Regions from separate parts of the Anas platyrhynchos genome. Here region 1 is linked to region 2. The links are chromatin contacts, called in public Hi-C maps. All regions are on one chromosome and are shown on one strand. Each heading gives the region's core, a stretch centred on a gene start, on an enhancer-like site or on the middle of the called end of the contact. The rest is flanking DNA. Distances are from core to core; before and after follow the strand shown. Region 1 overlaps AFF1 (ALF transcription elongation factor 1). Region 2 holds the start of AFF1 (ALF transcription elongation factor 1).

Region 1 (6,341 bases), core at 49-2,548, 81 kb before region 2:
GGATTTCAAACTTAAAGGTTAAAAAACAAACAAACATGAAACATCCTGCGGTGATGGCTTCCCTCCAAAGGCAGCAGTGTGGTGAAGGTGTGTCCATGCCACTGAGTTTTTTGGGAAATTCCAGCACGTGCCAAGGAACATGCTGCGCTCATGCGTGGGCAGAGCACGGCTGAGGGAGGGCGAGACCGCTTGGCTCGGGATCACCAAAACAAGAAATTCCCTTCTTCCCTCCCTGCCCCCAGGTGGCTTCTTTGCCATTTTGCCTGTACAGACTGAACCAACATCTCCTTCATCTGAAGAATTTAAAGACAAGCAAGTCAAAATTCATTTCTTTTAATTATATATATAGACATATCTCTCTATGTAACTATACATACACGTGCACACAATTCATCCCCTGTACAGAAGACAGACAAAAGATCTGTGGCACAATTTCTTTGGAGACATTTCTGTTTGTGTTTCCCAAGCAGTATCAGATCTGATTTTCACCTTTTTCAAGGACTATAAAGGCAGCAACTTCTTACCGACAGACGCCTCAGAGTGCAGACTGAGCGCCGCAGCCCCAGCGCCCCTCCTTTTCTGGGGGTAACTTGACAACATTTACAACCCACGTCGGGGGGACACCACAGTTATTTAAGGACATCTTCACTAAGAACTGCAGTGTTTTATTTATGCTTTAAAAAGCTGAGCAAGGTAGGGTGAAAAAAAAAGGAATTAAAACACAAGCCCATATGGTAAGCCTTGAAATATGAAGCCCACGGCGAGGACCCTGCCACTGCCACACACCTCTATCCTGCTTGGGAAGTGCCATGTGTGAAGCCTTCACGGGTACAGGGTGCATCTCACCAACCCCTGCTTCCTGGGGACACGTGGAGAAACCAAGCAAAACCAAAACCTTGCCCCCACAACCCTCACCAGCTCCCGCATGCAACCAGCAAGGAGGTGCATGGCTCTGAGCAGCTCACGGACACTGAAGCAGAAGAGAAAGAAGCCATCAGCTGGGTGGCTGTTAAGACGTGAAATGTTGGACCCAGAGAAAAGCTTAACCTCAGCAAGACTGACTGGGAGAGGACAAATCCCAACAAGGCTTCCAGGAGCCTCGTACCTTGACAAAACCCATCACAAAACCCCAGTGATAACACACTGCAGATGGAGCACATACAAAACCCTTGCTTCAGGAACACCAAGTTTACGGAAACAGATTGAGAAATGCTGACGGTGGCCTTGGAATACTGCTGGTTTCGGGTAGTGGTGGGGTTACGAGCAGTGCAATTCACATCAAGAAAGCACAGGCTGCCAAAGAGATCTCTCAGTGTCTGGAGGCCAGCAGAGAGCTGAGCAACTGCAATCAAACTTAATGCAGCTGGTTTGCCAAAAATAACATTTGCCTCTGAAACAGATAAGCAAAGCCAAGGAGAGAAAGACAGCTAATCCAGAGCGTGTAACAAATCTCAAAATAAATTATACACGGCTGTGAAATTAGGTTTGGTCAACACAGGCTCAATAAATAAACATGCAGAAATAAAAACCCAACCCCAATTGGGCATGTTACTGCCACGGGACGCCTGGGCTGGCACAACACTGCTGCAAGCCCCAGTTTTGGCTCTGCCGGCCACCAACAGCTCGCCCCGTGGCCACCCGGCCCTGTGGCAAACCTCATGGGGGCCAAGCTGGCTCCGTGCTGCTTGAAACTTCTTCTGGTTTTGGCAAACCGAGTCCAGTGCCACCTTGCCGCCAGCTCCTCCTGTCTAGTTGTTTTTTCCTTCTACTTCACGATCAGTTTTGCCCTTGGGATTTTAAGTGTGCAGCGAAAAACTGCACTGACTTAAAAAAATGTGTGCATTTCCATACGCGCTATCTGTAACTGCAACATATCTGGCGAGCATTAAAACAGATTTCAGCATTCTCTACACTTTAGATGATGTATTAAAAAAAACACATCCATTAGTAGCAAACATCGGAGGTGCAATGTGTGTTGCAGAAAGGACCTGAAAGAAACACAGGTTATACCACCACAGTGCATCGAGGCATGAAGCTGCTCTTCCAGGGAGTGGTGACGTCCTCCAGGGGCCAGCAGGGAGCAGGACACCCAGAGAAGAAGCTCGAGGCCACGCAGACCCCTCGGGCACAGCACGAAGGCAGCACCCGACCCGCCCGCGCAGGGCTGGTTTCTCCAGGAGGAGCTGAGAACACGAGGACTCTGGCAAGGACTCGTAACAAACGGGCGACTTCATTTATTGTTTATTACCCCGTCGGAATGAATCGACCATCTCGGACACTCCACCACACGCAGGGCAGAAAACATTTACAAGAGGGATGCGCACCCCCAAAATAAGTTTAAGATGTACAGGTTTGCAATAGGAACCAAGAGGGAGGGGAGGAAAAAAAAAAAACAAAAAACGAAAGAACAACACAAAAACAAGGACATTGCAGTCAGACTTTGACTTTTGGTTACAGAAGAGATCTCTGTCTCCATGTAAGTGGGGCTTTCCAACTCTTAAATAAACAGCATCTTAAAAATAGAACATTTGACAATTTAAACACATGTATTATTCCTTCTAAATAAATATTGTGTGGAAATGATGCTTTGTTGCCACCATACCCTCCTTCTCTCCTTCGGGTACTCAACCATCACCTCTGTTTTTCCTTCTTCCTCGGATGCATGGTTGTTTTCTAATGGCAAATCCTATTTCTCTTTTTTTTTCAATTTTTTTTTTTCTTTTCAATTTTTTTTTTCTTTTTAAAGGGCCTGACCAGACTCAGGTGAAAACTACGGGCATCTTCCCTTACCCCTCACAGGCCTCTGACCTAGCTCGTGGTTGAAATACGATGGCTTTCTAAAAAGTAACAACTATCCGAGCGGTTTCCTCTGTAACAGAAAGAAAAAGCCGGCGTGCAGCCGCTTCCCACCGCTTCCCCTGGCCCCTGGCCTTTGCAGCGAGAGCCCCCTGCCGCCCCAAAGCCGAGGGTCCATTTCGGTGGACCCGAAACTACCTCTGCACCAAGACCAAGTCAGAAAAGGCCGCCGGCCCGCCGACCAACCCCAAAGTGCACACCAGGAGCTGGCCCTGGCTGTCCCCTGCCTCTCTTCCTGAGATCGCAGCCCTGACTCCCAGCCTCGCCTCTGCACTCGGGCCCACGCTGGGGTAAATTGGGCAGGGGACACGGACCTCCCTTCCACCACTTCTCCCTTCCAGCTTCTCCCTGAAATGCGCTAAGGCTTTGAATAAAGTGAACGTCAGACGACTCCAAGGCCCGGGAAGACGCCCGGGGAGGTGTGCCTGCGGCATGGCACGGCGCCCTCCCGCCAGCTCCAGCTGGAGCTGAGCCCCGCAGCAGGGGCCGCCTCTACGGGACCTACTTCTGGAAATGCAGACCTTTTGCTGATATGTGTTCGCTGCTGGCTTCTGCGAGCCTCCAAACCACCAGCAGGTTATTTTACAACGGAGGTGCTGCTGCAGGCGTGCAGACCCGTTCCTCCATCCTGGTAATTAGGGAACTACTTCACCGGAGACGCGTTCCTTCCTGTAAGCACAATGATTTGGGGACATCGTCCTCCTCTTTGCCGCTCCCGCAGCTGCGTCAGCGGCAGGACGAGGGATGCGAGAGGGGACCAGAGGGCTAAGGCACACTATTAGACATGAGGATGGCAGGATGCTGCTGTCATGCAACAGGAAATCTTTGGGTGCAGAAGGCTGTCTTCCTACTGAACGCACAAATGCCGCAGACACCGCCTTCGCTCTTATTGCCACTTGCAAAATCGCAATTTCAACTGTGCAGCTCCTGACAAGGAAAAAAGGCTTGCAAACACCTCGTGATTCCCTTCCGTGATCCCCTGAAGACAGATTTCCAAGTCCCTGGGCCCACCCTGGGGCTTTGGCTGAGGAAGAGCACATCAATCACCTCCCACACAAAGGATGCACGACTCGGGCACTGGCCCCTGCTCTCAGACACTCGCCGAGAGCCGCGCGGGTTGCGGGCCGATGCCCACGTGCAGGATTTGCCCCGCGTTGCACAAGCAGCCCCTCCTCGCTCACCCACAGGGCCCCAGGACGGCCGCGCGCCCCCACCCACCGAAACCACCCACCGCACCCGGACGCTGAGCTGTTTGCAGCCACACCTGGCGATTTCGCCACCTCAACCACGTTCGGCTGACGTGGCTGAAACAGCGCGAGACGGCGAGCAGCATGGCGTTAGGGGCGGGCGCACGGTGAGGAAGAGGGCCGCAGCAGCGGTGACTCCAGAAGTGAAGGTGCAGCACCGACAGCAGGGCCTCACCCGACTCTCAGCACAGGAGCTGGCTGGCGAGTGCACACAGGTGAGGCTGGGAAGCAGGCGAGGCAGATCTCTGCTGTCTCTGCTGTAACATAATGCTGCTGGGTGCTGATGAGGATGCCACTCGCCATCCGAGAACCAGCGTGGTGTGATGGGCTGCATCCGTGCTTGCAAAAACACTTCTCTGACATCTCTTCTGGGCACGCTGCTGCTGCAGACTGTGGCATGTTGCATAATAACTCACCTCTGGAGGCAGATTTCCTTCTTGTCGGCACTTCTTCACGTGTGATTATTGTCCTGCTGGTTATTCGTAATAGAAATGTTTATAGACCATCAATACATTGAGCCATTCAGACAATTCATTGCACTTTGTTGTTTTAAAGGAAGGCGACATCAACGCTGGGGCCCTCCTATGTCTCTTCTTTTTCAAGGCAGCAAAATGTTACCCTAAAAACAAAGTTCTTTTTTTTTTTCCAGTGTAACCAGATCCCTTCCACTCTGATTTATTTTCCCTTGCAGGTGCTTTGTATCCCATGATTCAGCAAGCCAGACTGTTTCTGAGGCTTCCAAAGTGCAAAAGAGTTCAAGGTACTTAACCACCTTGAGCACCAGTTAAGGCGTATTTGTCTCCAGTCTCAGCCACTGTAAACCCTGTCTACTGTAGTGTACCAGTTCGGTCATGCTACTGTTCAGTGCCAGAGGGCACACCGCTGCGCTGAGCTCAGCAAAAAACTCTAGAAAAGGAGGAGAGAGAGAGACAGAGAGAGAAAACAATTGGTTGGTTTCACACAGGAGGCACAGCCAGGCTGGGGGCAGCGAGGGGGGACAGCAGCAGTTCTCAGGTCTCACAGAAGACCTTGTTAATGCACAAAGATCAGAGCTTTCACCAGCACAACAAGCACGTGATGCAGGGCGCATGCAAGAATCACACACACACACACACACTTGAAGTGCCTCCCCACGTGCTGGCATCGGAAGGACATGGACACTCCATGGCAGGTGAGCAGGAGTCTGGGTGTTCGCAGCTCAGTCCCTGCTGTGCACGTCCCCCAAGGGTTAAGAAGCCAAATTGGAGTGTTTTTCTGAGTGCTGCCTGGAAGCACAAGCAGCTGTCATCAGCCTGGTCCCTGCTGTCCTCCATCCTCAGAGCATGGAGACCTCACAGCTCCTCAGCCAGACAGGCCTCCAACGTCTCCACCAAAACAAGTGCCAAGCCTACACGACTATTCACTGCTCTGCATGGATCCTCACCCTCGGGAGTATTTAACACCCCAGCCAGTATTTAACACCCCAGCCGTCACTCCCCTGCACTGAAGCAGCAGCCTAGACCAGGGGTTGACTTTCATCTTGCTTGGTGCATGCTCTGCCTGCTCTCCCGTGGGTTTTCTTCTGTGACCCATTCGCTCTGGCCCACCAGCACAAGCTTTCAGTGTGGCAGCCTTTGATCAGCCTCTCGAGGACACAGCCCAACACACTGCACATGAACTGCACGCATCTGCTCAGCGGACAGCCAACAACTGGAGTTACTTTATTCAACACTGACTTGCAAAAGCCTTTTGATTTTCAACAACTGCCTGACTAGCACAAGTGTTTTACAGCCTTCCAGTAATTTAGGCCAGGCACATCCTTCTCATTTTCTTTTACAGGACTGGCAATACATCCCTTCACTCACAGGAGCTGACAAACCTTGGTGTTCTATGACCAATGGCACTGCGAACGCCACGTGGGCTGGCACTCTGGGGCTGTTGCTTACCCACAGTTGCTTAGGGGACAATGAAACACTATTTTAAACAATAAATCTCTAAGGTAAAAAAAAGTAGCAGAGAATTTAGGAAATGCCACTGGCAAATGCCAGTCACGTGCCCAACAAGGGCTCCCATTGAAGTGCTGCTTGCCTGCTCTCTTACAGCAAGAAACCAGCCTTGCCATTTGTAAATCAGAAATACCTGGGAGGCTGACAAACAAAATGAAACACGAGGCCACTGGGCACAGACCTGTTTGAAAGTTGGCTTCTCCTGCTACTGTGAAGCAATTTGCCTGTTGCCTGGTTTTCTGTGCTCGATGCT
Region 2 (6,813 bases), core at 3,971-6,470:
AGCAGGCAGAGAGCCCCTGATGTCCAACTGGCAGCCACTGCGGCGCTCCCAAACCACGCATGCCAGATGTATGGATCGCAGGTGGGTGAGAAGCAGGGAGCCCTGAGGCACATCTATCCTTGTCTCAGCAGTGATGCTGCGTTTCAGAGAACTATGGGCTCGGCCAAGAGCGTGACAATCCAGGCTCCAGGCTGTTCTGTTCGACTGCAGAACAAAAATGCCATCAGGGCACTCCCTTCAGACAACCAAATAGCCTGCTGATGAACGGAAATATTTGTGGAAACGGGAAGGAGAGAAGAGAAAAATATTTTTTTAAAAAAAGATACAGCTACGGATTAAAAGGTAACACAGGAAAAAAAAAATCAAAGCAGCAGTGCTCAGGAAGCAAGGAGGAAACAGAAGGGGAAGGATGTTGCAGTAATTATTGCAAGAGACTGACTCCTGTGCTGCTGTAACAGCAGTTCCACCTTGCAGGGCATTCAGACAGGTTTCAGCCACCACATAACTAGTGCCATTTTGGCAGATTGCAGAACATACATCCAAAAAAGCCTTCCCTGTGCTCCTGTGCACGAGAGAGACAAATGTGGAGCACAGTTTGTCACAAAGCTCTTCCCACTCTGTCCAACACCCCTTCCTCACCTTCCCTGCTTGCCCCAAGCTTGCCTTTCTCAGCAGGGCAAAGGAAGCCAGGCGTGTGCAAGACTGGCAGCACCTGAACAGCCTGCAACGCGCTTGCCACATGGGTGCCCCATACAGCTAAGACATGGTCTGCAAGAAATTTGCCTGGGGACACGAAGGCAGGATAACGAGCTGGGAGTAATCAACGTGCAAGATCACCTCAGCAGAGGTGACAATGTGCAACAACAGCTGCAAGCATCCACATTTCTCTGTGACATTCATTTGCAGCATCTCACATGCCTGAAGGAGCAAAATGATTTCTGGCTGGAGGGCAGGCTACAGGAACAGCATGCGAAGCCAAGTGAACTTTTTTAAGGTAACCAAGAGTAAACAGGAGCAGATGCTATGGCAATTAGATGAAGCAGCTGACCTCCAGGTCATGGTTTTAATCCCAGCTCAGAGAGCATTGTATGACCACTCTGTGGACTGCAGAAAGACACAGGCCACTGGCGATGGGAATTCCTTCAGACAACCACCTCGACCTGCAGCTAAGACAACGACGGATTAGACACATAAGCTAAGTTTAGAGAACAGAGCTGAACAGGAACAAACCCTTAATATCCGTTCCCTTATAAGAACAATGAAAACTGTAACCTTCACTAGTGAATCAACACCTTAAAGGGAAAGGGTCACCCACCTGAATTTAAAATAAACAGAGCACAGACCTCACACCTTGCAATAACGTGGGCAGACAGAGATGCATTCACACTTCTGATGGAGCTGGGTGCTGGGGATGCCTACTCTTTTGCCAGCATCTCTTTAACACTGCTACAAAATGCGCCAGCGTCCAACAGCAGCAACTCGATTTCGTTAAACCAGAGACAAGTTTTGCAACTGCCTGTAACAGCACCAGGTTTCCAAACAACGTTACGCTTCCAGAGCTGCAGCAGGGACATCGGCTGCGTGGGCACCACTGATCTGTCACACTTCGACAAGTGACAAATGCTTCTGCTTTTATTTTCTACAACCAGACAGTGTTTATAAACACAGCCTTTCATTTCCTCTTCAACGTCAATTAAACTATCTGGGTAATTCAGCTAGGATGCTTCTTCCTGTTCTAAAAGCAGCTATTTTATTAACAGCACTTTTTACTTAAAAAGCTTCAAACTTGGTTTCTTCGCTCATTTTCAGTGCCATCCCCTACCTCCCTGATGTTTCAGGGCTGCTAGAATGCCAAAGTTTTCCTTCAGAATCTGGCCAGAAGCCCCCTGTCCTCCCCAAGATTTGCAGACATCACTTTTTAGGTACGACACACTAACCATTTCTGTCGTTTCTTTTTCTTTGCAGGTCTTTGTTTCATTCTTCAAGAATCAAGGCTACAAAGCCAGACTAAAAATACACATTAATGTCATGCAAAAATGAGCTAACATAACAGGAGACGCAGCTCGCTGTATGGGGAAAGGTCATGTTTTTATTATTTGCTTTACTGAAGTCTTAAAAATAGCAATTCTAATATTGCTTCACTATAACTCTTAAAGGAGAAAAAGGAAAGGTGAGCACTGCACGCCTGAGCATGTGCAAAATACTATAAATGCACCCCTGACAGCCCCTGGAAGACAAAACGCTGCAAGCCCACCTTGGTGGTGACATTGCAGAAAGCCCAGGCTCCTAACCACGAGGGGCAGCTCATCTTCCACCTGAGCCAAACCCTGGTGAGCCAAGCTCTATTTTAAGCCCTTAGGTGCAGATTAATCAAGAGATTAGTTAAAGCTGGGGAAGTGCAGAGCTGCTGGGGGGAGAAACTGTCCGCATCTGCCCCCAGCCCCAGGTGAGCCGTGGAGAGCTCCCAACCCACAGCTGGAGGACTCACTGCTCAGAGCCCACACCTGAGCTGCATCCCCCAGCTGCAACACCAGGCCAGCAGCTTCTGGGCCAAAGCTGAGATGTGTTCTGAACTAATAGAAAATAAGGCACGCAAAAGCTTCTAGATTTTTCCCTCACAGCCCCAGCAACATGTAAGACTGCTTTGTGACTGGCTAGATCACAGCATTCAATCCCAGCTTTTAACAAAACACACGAGAGCTGCCTTTAAAAGAGAAGCCTAACAGGAAATGCAATCCAGCAGGGACATGGATCGAGTATACTCCTGTATTTGGCAGAAGTAATTTCTGCTTTCCTCAGCTGGACAGAACTGTGTTCTTTCTGCCTTTCTCCATCAAGCCACACAAGCAAGCAGCTGCTCTGATGAACCCAGAATCTGTTGGGAAGGTTAAATCATATGTGCCCATTTGAAGAGCTCCCCTTCAGGCCTGATATTACTAATTGGATATTGTTATGGAAAAAACTTGACATATTTGTATATACAAGGTTATTCAAAGAGACACCTCAGTGCCTAGAGTCAGATAAGACTTTGGGTTATTACAACAAAAGAAAACAGTCAACAGTCAGGGCTTTATCTCTCTAATTTGTATTTTTCCCCACACAAGCTTTTCCATCTCCCTCCAAGTCAGTGAGGGCTACAGCTGAACACTGACCAACGACTGCACAAACGAGAACAGTGCTGGTACTCATCCCAGCAAAAATACCCAGATAAGCTCCTTTCCCAGAGCAGATCCCCAGCTAATCAGCTCCCAGCTACACAAACTGGGGGGCAAACAGAGATTTCTGCTGGGCTGCAGACGCAGGCGTGCAGAAAGGTGTGAGGCAGCTGGAAACAGGGCAGGAGTGGAGGGCAGAGCACGATGCCATGAACCTGCTTTGTCAGCACAGACCTGTTTCTGCCATCACACCAGTACATGCAGAAGACTTGTAAATTCTTGTCTGGTATTTCTGCTCAGATTCCAGAAGCAAATGAAAAGCGTCTAACCTCCAAACATGCTGTGCGTTCCCAAGGAGCTCGCTGGTATAGGAAGCAAAACCAAACAGAAACACCAGGAGAACTGATGGACTAAGAAAGCTGTTTGCCATAAATATTCTCTTGCTATCTTACCCCTCCTTTTTTTTTTCCCCCTAACAAGCAAAGAAGCATTTTCAACACAGGACGTCTACCAGAGTACAAGAGAACTCCCTCAGCGTTCACACATGCACGCACATGCATGCACGCTGACAGATCATAAAACCTGTGCCAGACCCCGCAGACAGATCTTCGGATGTACATGTGTTCTGCACACAGGAGAGAAACCACACACAGACAAACTATTTCCACCATATTCCCTGCTTCACCCGGCTTCCTGTGGGCCCTCTTGATGTATTAAACAGCTTCAGCCAATTAACTAAACAACACATGCACTTTATCTCATCACAGAACCTACCTCAGGCTGAAAACCACCACAAAGGTACTGAGAATTGCCTAAGCACTTGGCTAGTGAGGTCACAGTGTGCAAAGAGCAACTTTCAGGAAATACAAAAGCAAAACACCAGCACGAGGTCTTGCAGCTAGGAAGGCAACAACTGCTGTTTCTGCAGAGTAATATTCCTTTCACAGAAATTACTTCCTAGCAACAGCAACTATTTTACTGCCAGCTATTAAGCAGGCAGAGATACGTGGAAGAGCAGGAAAGTAAGTAATTAATATAGTAACATTTGTGTATCCCAGGACCTTCCAAGTCTTATTTCAGACTCAATGCAGTTAAAAGATTAATTAAGTGCTAGCCACCATCTCAAAGCTGCTTCTGTCAGTGCTGTTTAAATATTGATTGTCTAAGACTCACTCTTATCTTCATTTTAAGTTTTAATTCAAAGGGTTGGAAGATCATCTAACAGGAGTGTTAGACAACAGAAGGATGCCCCCCAAATCATAGCACTCCGAAATGCCATCTGTTCCTCAGAGATTTGCTGAATTACGGAGACTGCTGTGTGCAAGGCCTGCATGCTGTTTTGCTGCAGCAGGCACACCGCAGTCAGCTCGTGCCGAACCTCTGCCTGATCTTGTTTTGTCATGTTGCCAGGGGCAGCTGATTCAGAGGAAACTTCAAGAAACCCTCAAAAAGCTATTTTTAGGATCACAAACTGTCCCAGTGGTAGCGCTACTTCCTAACCACGCACTAGCTCTTGGTCTGTGCTTTGATACAATTCTGTTCTGCAGAGTATTTCACTTGGCTGACCTTGATCATGCCAGCTGGACAACTCTACATGGAAAGACGCCTCCAGGTTGGCAGCGTGAATCCAAGGGGCAGTTTTATGGTGGAGACACATCCTTCCTGCCAAAAGTTACACCCCTGCAAGTCTCTCCCTTGTCCAGCTTTCCCACAAAAGAGAAATATCACGTGCATGACACCGAAATCTGTATCTGGCCAGGTTGCTTACAACATTGCAGAGATTTAGGATCACAGCACAGAACTATCACTACGGAGCGCTCATAAACAAGAGGGATTGCATGGCTGTCCTAGTCCTCAAAGAGACGTGTGTTTAATGCTCAAACAGCACCAAGCCCTCCTGGAACCTTACACTCTCCACTTGAAATTAATTTCACACACTGCAGGCTGTTAAAAATAAAAACCCATAAAAATGGCCTTACCCACAATTTGCGTGGTGTGGGGACTTCTAGCAGAGAAAACAATTTGTGGCATCCAGCTTGCAGAGCAGAGAAGTAGAAATCTGTAGTTAGAACTGTAATAGCGATTTTCTCTCCTAAAAAGGAAGTAAGAGAAAACTGAGACTGCTGGAAGAACTGCAAGGAGTCACCAGGTTCGGTGTCCCTTATCCTCTGTACCGTATGCACAGAGATCAAGGTCAAAGATAATGTCTGTGCTTTCTGTGAATGAAAACTAGGGGACAGCACTGCAAAGGTACAGCTCTGACCATTTCCAAAGCCACCTATAAAAGCAACACTTAAGAGAATAGCTAATGGTTGAGTTTGTGAATTACGACTTCTAACATCTTACAGAGGTAGATGCTGGCTGCTCTGGGGACAGGTCGTAGTTCTAGCACATTTACAAGAAACCCACCCCCAAATGGAAACCCACCCCCAAATGAAAGAAGGTGAATTGGCTGAACCCAGCGGTTACAATTTATTTTTTTCCAGGCCTTAATTTTCAAATGAGCTGTGTGATTTTGAGGGTCAGGTGAACGACAGCATGACTGTCAAGAGGGGCATTGCTAAAGTGGTGGGGCTGCAGAGACCTGAAGGGAGACATACCGCCACGCACACCTACCTTCTAGCTCCGCCTGAAGGCATTGGTGCTGTGACTCCCAACGTTCCCCCGGAGCCGGGCACCTGGGTGTCACAAAGACACTGCCAGCACCAGCATTGTGACCTGCCGTTCCACATTCCTAGGGGCGGCTTGGCCCCAGCCTCCACCTGAAGCTGGGGACATCAGGACAAAGACACAGCGTTAGTACGTCTAGCACAGATGTGTGTGTATGACAAAACCTCCCAACCCCTTGTCCAGAAGGTGGTAAAAAGCCATCTCAGGAACCCTTAGCAGCCAGGACCAGAAACGTGGCTTATTTTTTCCAAAGGCTGCAGTACCAGAGGGATTAAGTGGAAAAAGAAAAAAGGCGAGAAAATTAAATGAAATAATGACTTGTACATTTCATTGGCAACCACGCACGGGTGGAAATACAAGGAGGCTGAATTTACCTATCTAGATAGGCTAACTTTGGGCTGGGGCCTTTACAACAAGAATTTCCTATATAAATCCTTGGTTAAAGGAACAAAAACCTCTCAAGACTCTGATATCCTGTAGCCAGCCAAACACCACAGCAGTCCAGCTTTGAGCAGGAGCATATGATTCATAGATTCTTCTCAAGTTTCCTTAAATTGCAGCTACTTCTTGGAAGATTTAATATTGGAAAAGGCTTCTGCAAACCTTCCCAAACATCCCCATCAGATTGTGAATGCAGTATTAAATTTCCTCAGTGAAACATAGACAATTAATCTAAGAAATTCAAAATGAGCACATCACTGAGGAGGTTTAAATCACCAATTCAAAGAATCAAAGAGATTATTTGCTCAGCTCTACGCTGACAAATACTTGTCAGACTTTTTCTTTTTGGTGAGAGGTGATTCATGCAGCTCAACTGCTCTACGCACTTGCCAGCTGTGCAATCTTTTCTACATCAAGGCTCTGCACTGAAACTCTATGCCAGATTTTTTTTTTTTATATATATAGATTTTTTTTTTTTTTTTGGGGGGGGGGGGGGGGGGGGGAGGGGAGGTAATCCTGTAACAAATTCCTATTTTGGATGGCTTTC

Evidence for each region. A called contact is a pair of places that touch in the nucleus more often than the background predicts.
Region 1: a contact with region 2 is called in a Hi-C map of skeletal muscle, with 2.6 times the contacts expected there. The contact joins the enhancer-like site here to the promoter of AFF1 in region 2. A contact is called at or near these places in 2 of 8 Hi-C or Micro-C datasets (liver and skeletal muscle).

Annotation. Positions count from the first base shown.
Region 1 is chr4:48,555,563-48,561,903 of IASCAAS_PekinDuck_T2T, reverse strand. AFF1 (ALF transcription elongation factor 1) reads right to left here. Exons shown (of 22, transcript XM_038178717.2): 22 at 2,220-5,009. The coding sequence ends at 4,888. Among named protein-coding and RNA genes, the nearest start is that of KLHL8, 26 kb to the left of the region's middle. Within about 2 kb of position 1,298, at least 5 of the 8 cell types and tissues checked have an H3K27ac peak or open chromatin away from gene starts, as enhancers often do.
Region 2 is chr4:48,478,008-48,484,820 of IASCAAS_PekinDuck_T2T, reverse strand. It overlaps AFF1 (ALF transcription elongation factor 1), which reads right to left and starts at 5,220. Exons shown (of 22, transcript XM_038178717.2): 1 at 5,135-5,220.